2 separate regions of the Zea mays genome follow, and region 1 is linked to region 2. Evidence: chromatin contacts called from public Hi-C data. All regions are on one chromosome and are shown on one strand. Each heading gives the region's core, a stretch centred on a gene start, on an enhancer-like site or on the middle of the called end of the contact. The rest is flanking DNA. Distances are from core to core; before and after follow the strand shown. Region 1 holds the start of LOC103627226. Region 2 holds the start of LOC100276565.

Region 1 (3,537 bases), core at 176-2,675, 140 kb before region 2:
TTCCTAAAATTATTTTAGAAATTTCGGTTTTCATGTTTCATAACCCGAAATTTCAAAACCCCGAATAGACCGAATCGAATTACCCTAAGGTCCCGTTTGTTTCCTTTCATTTTGAGGAATTGAAATCTTACTAATGGAATGGGCTATTTTTTTAGAATGTGACATTCCACCACTTTCCAAAGTTATCATATAAACCTATCTCAAATTCATGTGGTGAGAAATGAAAATAGATTCTATATATTTACATACTATTTTTCCGATGTACAACTTATAACACACTCTTCTACTTGCTTCGCTATAACATAAATGTAGTATATAACTATCTCTCTCATATGATTTAGGATAATATACAAATATATTACATTTGTAAATATATGAATTTAATTAGTTTTGTCTAACTTATAATTATTAAAATGGAATTGAATTCCAACGAAACAAACGGGACCTAATAGACCGAATACCCAGCCCTAATCACAGCTACCCACATATACCGGTTCAGGTTGTCCACCCGCAGCAGGAAGTACTTATTTCCTCCTACTTTAGGGCCTGTTTGTTTACCCCCCAGATTATATAATCTGGATTAAATAATCCTAAGAGGCAAACAAACAGTCTAGCTTATTTGCCCAGATTATATAATCTAACCCCTTGGATTATGATAATCCATAAGCAAGTGAGGAGGTGCTTATTTCAGATTATTTTTTCCCACTTCCCCACTACCCTTTCAAGTTTCCTAGAAATTACCCACCATTGCCATTATAATCTACCGAATCGTTTTTGCGCCTATCGGATCGGAGAAGCCCGCCGCCCAACAGAAACACACCAGATAATCTGGGTAAACAAACATGACTACTCAGATTATATAATCCAGATTATATAATCCAGATTATATAATCTTCCAAAAATAATCCAGATTATATAATCCATTGGGGGTAAACAAACAGGCCCTTAGTCGCCATAATTGGACATACAAATCACCATGTACCAATGTCAATTATTAGGACTTGTCTCGAACATTTTTGACAGCATAGCTCCAATGTCAATTATTAGGACCTTTACAACCCCTATCATAGCGTGTACTTGACCAAAAAAACGAATAAACTCACGTAACACATAAGAACACAATCTTGCTCTAGTACTGTAAAGCTTGACAACATTTCAAGGTATGTTTCTTTGCTTAAAAAGTAAATTACAGTCATATAACCAAATTTTACTAAATCCGTTCTCGAATATTGTTGGTCCGCTAATTTATTTTTAAACTAAACCACGATAAATAAAAAAACAGAGGAAATAAAAGCTAATTTTCTAATGTGAGTAATATAACAAACTAAGTAACAAACTTAACATCTAAGGCTAAATGTGTAAAGACTAATTTGTTAATCTGAGTACCATACGAAAGTAAACAACAAATTAGTATTTACATATTAATTCTAGTACATTAAAACACTCCCTAAGCTTAACGCTCCAAGTTTATTTTTCAACCGTCCATGACCGCCATGTCGGACTCGGACTACGGAGCAACCGGCTATATGAATCAGCAACCGCCGGTGCGGCACGCCTCACACCTGTCACCGCACCAGTCGAAAGCTCTCCTGCGAAGAATCTAAAACCAAATCGGCGAGCCCCCAGTGGCGCCCACCGAATGAGCGGGCGCTTGTGCATATATGAGCTCTCGCTCCGGCAAATCTTCCTCTTCTTGTCTTGTCCAGTGAGGTGAAGCTTGTAAAATCGGACGTGAGCTACTGCTGCCCTGTCGTTATTCTGCTCAAAGATGCCTCCTCACGCGCCGCCGGCTGATCAAAAGGCCTGGCCGAGGCAGAGACACGCGGAGAAGGCGGCGGGGGCGCCGGCACCGCGGGAGCCGCTCGTGCAGCGGCGGGCGTCGTTCCACGCGCGCTGCACGCCTGAGAAGGAGCAGCAGCGAGACCACCTGATGAGACAGAAGCCCCGGACGCATCCGGACCTGCTGGCCGGCGTCAGGGAGCGGGGCTTCCGGCGAGCGGGCGTCCACGGCGGCAACGCTACTGCCGCCGCCGTCCCGTGGGGCAGGAGGGCGGCGCCGAGCAAGGCGCTGGTGACCGTCGCCGTGCATCGGAGCATGTGGCCGCTGCACGTGATGGCGAGGGCCGAGTGGCGCGTCGCGGACCTGGTCGCGGCCGCGGTGGAGCTCTACGTCAAGGAAGGACGGCGGCCGCCGCTGCCGTCCGCCGACCCCTCGGCGTTCGGGCTCCATTACTCCCAGTTCAGCTTGGAAAGTACGTGACGCTGACGCCGACGCCTCATTACTCTCCATTACTCTCTATTGACGCCGCTGTTTTCTAAACAAACAGGCTTGGACCCCGGGGAGAAGATCATGGAGCTTGGGAGCAGGAGCTTCTTCCTCTACCGCAGCAGTAGTTGCGGCTCGCTCTACGCGTCCAGCTAGCAACTGAAGCCGGCAAGGCCACGCCCACCTCTGCCGACAGGCCAAACATGCTACCACCAATCCACCATGGTAGCTTTGTAGAATACACTACTTGTCTTACGACCTCCGATCCCTCTCTAGATTCATAGATTGTGCATACATTTGTACTTGACCACCTTGCCAAATTTATTGAATTAATGATCGAGCAGGTAGATGCCTTGGTATTCCTGCATCCTTTTTTCCAAAATTCAAAACAGGTATTTCAATTTAAGTTGATGCATTATTCGATTGATCCCAGTCGGCCAGTTGGGATAGCCTCTTGCACCTGTATGTATGGGCGTTGCAAACCAATAAGCGGGAGAACGATTGAAGTTGTATAGATTATCTTCGTAGGAGCGAACGTCATCTTCCAATTTTCTTTCGGTTGCTGTCTCACTCATTGAGACGTCTCGGACTCTGGCGGCCACTAACCATGCTCATATATTACATATACACAGTTTAGAAGGAAAAAAAAGGAATTTTTGTTCAACCGGTTGCCGACTCAAAGTCTGTTCATGATATACAAAACATGCGTACAACAACAGGTAAACGCCCAAAGATGGAAGATGTTTGGGCGGTGGTGCAATGCAATTTCCTATCGTACCGTCGTTTCACATTCCAACTCCTGGCTTCGAGAAAAAAAGAACGCCGGCCATCTTGTCTCAGCCATGGATGCGATGCGATGTGCGTGCAAGCATGCCGGCCATCAGATGCTCATGCTCAGCGGCCCTTTTTGTCGTCGTCTCAAGAGAAAAAGCGTCTTCAGTTCTTCTAGATGTGCAGTGCGGACACTTCTTGGTCAGTCAAAGCTCCAGAAATCATTCGCTGCTTTCGAGCCTGCACGGCCATATCACATCATATCAATTATCATATAATATCATGATCAATTCAAAAAAAAAAGGATAACAGGGAGAATCCGGGCATCAGATGGTCAAGTGTACTCCAATGATAACCCCAGAAAAAATCTGGATTATGATGACTTGATGGGAAGAAAGATACCTTCACCGTGAATCTTCTGATAGAAACAGTCTTCGCTTGACTAATTCGATGGATGCGCATGACAGCTTGTTCTTCCACATCAGGATTCCACCAAGGGT
Region 2 (3,770 bases), core at 675-3,174:
CTCGGCCACAAACTGCACAAGCAAGAAATGATAAATTTGTCAGCATTCTTAGGATAAACACTGCATAAAGGTGGGCAATCGCAAACAGAATAATAATGTAAGTTCAGATGAAGCAATCACGACATATACCCACTGAATCATTCGCAGAGCACCTGTTCAACACGTTTAGAGATTGTCCTCTTGGATCCAGAGCATCCATGATATATCCAGTGCACACCAGATAGACATAAATTAAAGTGCATTCACTTGGAGAGTTCAAATTCATCTCCTCCCACCACACATCCCTCATGCTGCCTGCTAAAAGAACCATGTCTTTCTCTACCCCTCGTCCTTGGTGGCAATGCTGCCCTCAACAAAGTGGAGTACTCTTCCCTGATAGCAACAAGCGGATGTGCATGCTTCTCAAGCAGCTGGCTTCCACCGCCGTAAGCTTCTCTAAGAACAACCATCTGAGTGCCACAAACCCTGGACAGGTAAAAAATGCCAGGGTGGCGTTCGAACACCTTGGTGAACTTCTGCGGCATGCCAAGCAGCTTCCTCATATTGCTCACATTCTGGCGCTCCGTTCTCTTCGCCACAGTGAGGTGCAGCAGCTCATGGAACACTCCCACATTCCGCTTCTCCGACACGTCTGTGCGGCGGTCGAGGCCTGAAGCGTCAGCGTATGGGCTGGTGTATGGCAGCGCCTGCCACTCCCGTAGCCAGGACATGCACTTGCTTCTCAGACCATAACCCCTAGTGAAGCTCACCGGGAAGGGGATGCAGGTGGTATCGCCTCCGTCAGCGCTCTTCTCAAGCTCGGAGACGGCGAGAAGATCGTCCCAGGAGAGGAGGCGGAGCCAGACGCGCTCGTCGCCCTCCGGCTGCTCAAGGGCGAAGTGGTCAGGGTAGCGGGGGAGGATGGAGTCCTGGTAATCGCTGGGCAGGCCAAGGTCCCAGCGGAGAAGGTCGACGGTGTGGAGCGGGAGCGAACGGGGGAGAGTGAGCATGAGGAGACGGCGGAGGCGGGCGACGAGGTCGCCCTCGGTGGCGAAGAGACAATCTACCTCCCGCTGCCGCAGGACGAACGCCATGTCTGTCGGCGACACGCCGCCGCGGGACAACGTGAACATGGTATGGTATCTCCTGAGGAACTCGAGCAAAGAGTGTGCGGAACCACATATCCTTCGAGCGGACTTTTCAGCGAGGAGGTCCGACCGCGAGACGCGGTGGCCGGGCCGGGAGAACACGAGGTCGAGCAGGTGGTGGGCGGTGCGGAGGTGCCGCTCCCGCGACACTGCAGCGTCGAGGGCCCGGTCCTTGACCCACTTCACCTTCACGTTCACCAACGTCGCGCGCTGCTCCGCCGCAAACAACGGCGTCCCTGACGGCGCCGCGTTCCACCAGCCCCTCCTCGTCGCTGAGCGCAGCCATCGCCACGCCATGGGAAAGCGCCGGCGAGACGCGCTGCCCAGGTGCTCGTTTAGTTGGGCCTAATGAAATGAAATGAAATGTTGGGCCGGCCGTACGAGGAGGCCCGCCGAGGTTAAGCGAAGATACCGAGGGGATAATAAAGCGTGGCCGCCGAGAGAGCGAGAAACGCGAGGTCACGAGATATGGCGGACGGCAAGCGAGGGGAGGATTCGGCCGTGGCGTTGAAGACCTCGCCGTCGTCGGCGGTGATGGCTGGGGGTTTACGCGGCGTGAGCAACCCTCTGGAGGAGTGGAGCGGGCGCGTGAAGGCGATTGAGGCCGGGTTCCGCGCGTGGATGGCGAAGCAACCCATCCAAATCGAGGCCGCGGTGACCACGGCCGTGGGGGCGGTGCAGGGCGGGGCTCTGGGTGGGCTCATGGGCTCGCTCACAGCTGACGGCGGGTCGCCGTTCCCCATCCCGCAGCCGCCGCCCAACGCCAACCCAGAGGCCATGGCGTCGTTCAAGCAGGCCCAGGTTGTCAACCAATCTCGTCTTGGGTGATTTACGTAGCTTATATGTGTAAAATTCGTCTTTTGCTCCGAAATTGCAATTACAGATGATTAATCCAATCCATTTAGAGTGTTTGTCCGCGGAAGGAAGCAATTCACCATTAGTTTCTCTAGCCTGTTCCACGATTTGACGGTAATCGTAGCATGAAGGTTATTATTAATTACAATGACTCGTATAGGGTGAGTTCTGTCTGCAATTTACTGTGTTTAGATATGGGGTAATCGCTGGTGTGAGTCTGGGACAACATTGTATGTAATTGAATGTAACCAATAATCATATGGTTAAGAGAAAACTAGCAATTGACTATGAATTGCATAAAGCAATATACTATTTGGATCATCCATTGTGTTCAATAACTACTCCCAAAACAAATTTGAGGAAATGCTCACTTATTTGTAAGCTGTAACCATCACTCCTGTGCCTTATAGTGATATTTTTGTTCAATTATTTTGCATATCGATGCTAACAGGGTGATTTGTAGGCTTTAGCTGGTGGACCTTTGGTGCAAGCCCGGAACTTTGCAGTCATGACCGGTGCAAACGCAGGCATATCTTGTGTCATGAGAAGGATACGAGGGAAAGAGGATATCCAGGGCAGGTGGGGGTTCATAATTTTATTTTATCTTCCATACATTTCAGGGAGCGTTCACAGTTCACTAAAGTACTCAATGTGTTTGATTTAATCTCACTAATGTCAAGATGTGCACATCTTAATACCTTCATATATCTGAATCAAAGCTGGTAATTCTTATATTTCTTTTGCGTATTTGGTGCAAAAATGGTATCTTGATTCAATATGTTATTTGTAGTTAATCCTTGGCTTAAAAAAATCCTAGTTTATTAATTAGAGTGTTCCTTTATGTTTGATAATGTCATGTTTGTATAGCATGGCAGCTGCTTTCGGTTCTGGTGCTCTTTTCTCCATAGTGAGCGGAATGGGAACTCCTAATCCAGTAGCAAATGCAGTTACAACTGGTGTTGCTTTTGCAGTATTTCAAGGTGGCTTTTTCATGGTAAGCACCTTGCTATCTTTGTCAATTAATTAAATATGGAGTCACTTTACTGCTATAGTTCATTGGTATGAATATTTTATATGTATATTGTATTGCCTAGTTCATTGCCATTTCCTCTTTAAGAGAGATTGAGCTCGAGACAGGAATGTTGTCATATCTGTGGAAAGTATGTATTGGACATTTAGTTTTTCTATTAAATTGTTGTACATCAGCCAATTCAAGTTTTCCCCTTGCTTTCTAGTTTGGCCTAGCAACATACCATGCTTGTATGAAATTGTGGAACCTAAAATCTGCACAAGGGGCTCACACATTACTGTATTTTGTTTATTTTTTACAAGCTTTGCCATGAAATATGCTACATGAACATAGGCATCAGAATTCAGACATATGCGCAAACTACCTATAGGCCTGCAGTTCTGTGAAAGCAAATTGAAAACATAAATCACTGTTTTAAAGGCGTTGCCTAGGCGCCCAAGCGGTGGTCCAATGCCTAGGCGCCTTGCTCGCCTACCTCGCCTATGCATCTAGGCGGCAGTCCAATGCCTTGGCTCGCCATACCGCTTTAAAAACCATGCAAATAAGAATAACACGCACCCATGACGATGACTGCTCCTTGGCCTTGTGGTTGCACAATCAACGACACCTCATTATCCTCGGGCGAGCTTTCCCCGAGGCTTTGTCCATCGCCACAGTGAGGACTGCCATAGGTGCAGGGACTACAGGCAGTGTAGTGGTCAGCCCATCGATTTGCTTCTAGTGTCTGTCAGGGAATCATGTGGGTTGCAGATGCGTTG

The links. Hi-C and Micro-C count contacts between places; a contact is called where the count stands out from the background.
Region 1: a contact with region 2 is called in a Hi-C map of ear, with 2.3 times the contacts expected there. The contact joins the promoter of LOC103627226 here to the promoter of LOC100276565 in region 2. A contact is called at or near these places in 3 of 25 Hi-C or Micro-C datasets (ear, tassel and an unstated tissue).

Annotation. Positions count from the first base shown.
Region 1 is chr5:171,386,701-171,390,237 of Zm-B73-REFERENCE-NAM-5.0, reverse strand. LOC103627226 reads left to right here and starts at 1,425. Exons shown (of 2, transcript XM_008647517.4): 1 at 1,425-2,252; 2 at 2,328-2,655. The coding sequence starts at 1,769. The coding sequence ends at 2,422.
Region 2 is chr5:171,250,469-171,254,238 of Zm-B73-REFERENCE-NAM-5.0, reverse strand. LOC100276565 reads right to left here and starts at 1,924. Exons shown (of 2, transcript XM_008683418.3): 1 at 153-1,924; 2 at 1-12. The coding sequence starts at 1,424. The coding sequence ends at 243. It overlaps LOC100193860, which reads left to right and starts at 1,600. Exons shown (of 6, transcript NM_001138940.1): 1 at 1,600-1,928; 2 at 2,446-2,561; 3 at 2,850-2,976. The coding sequence starts at 1,662.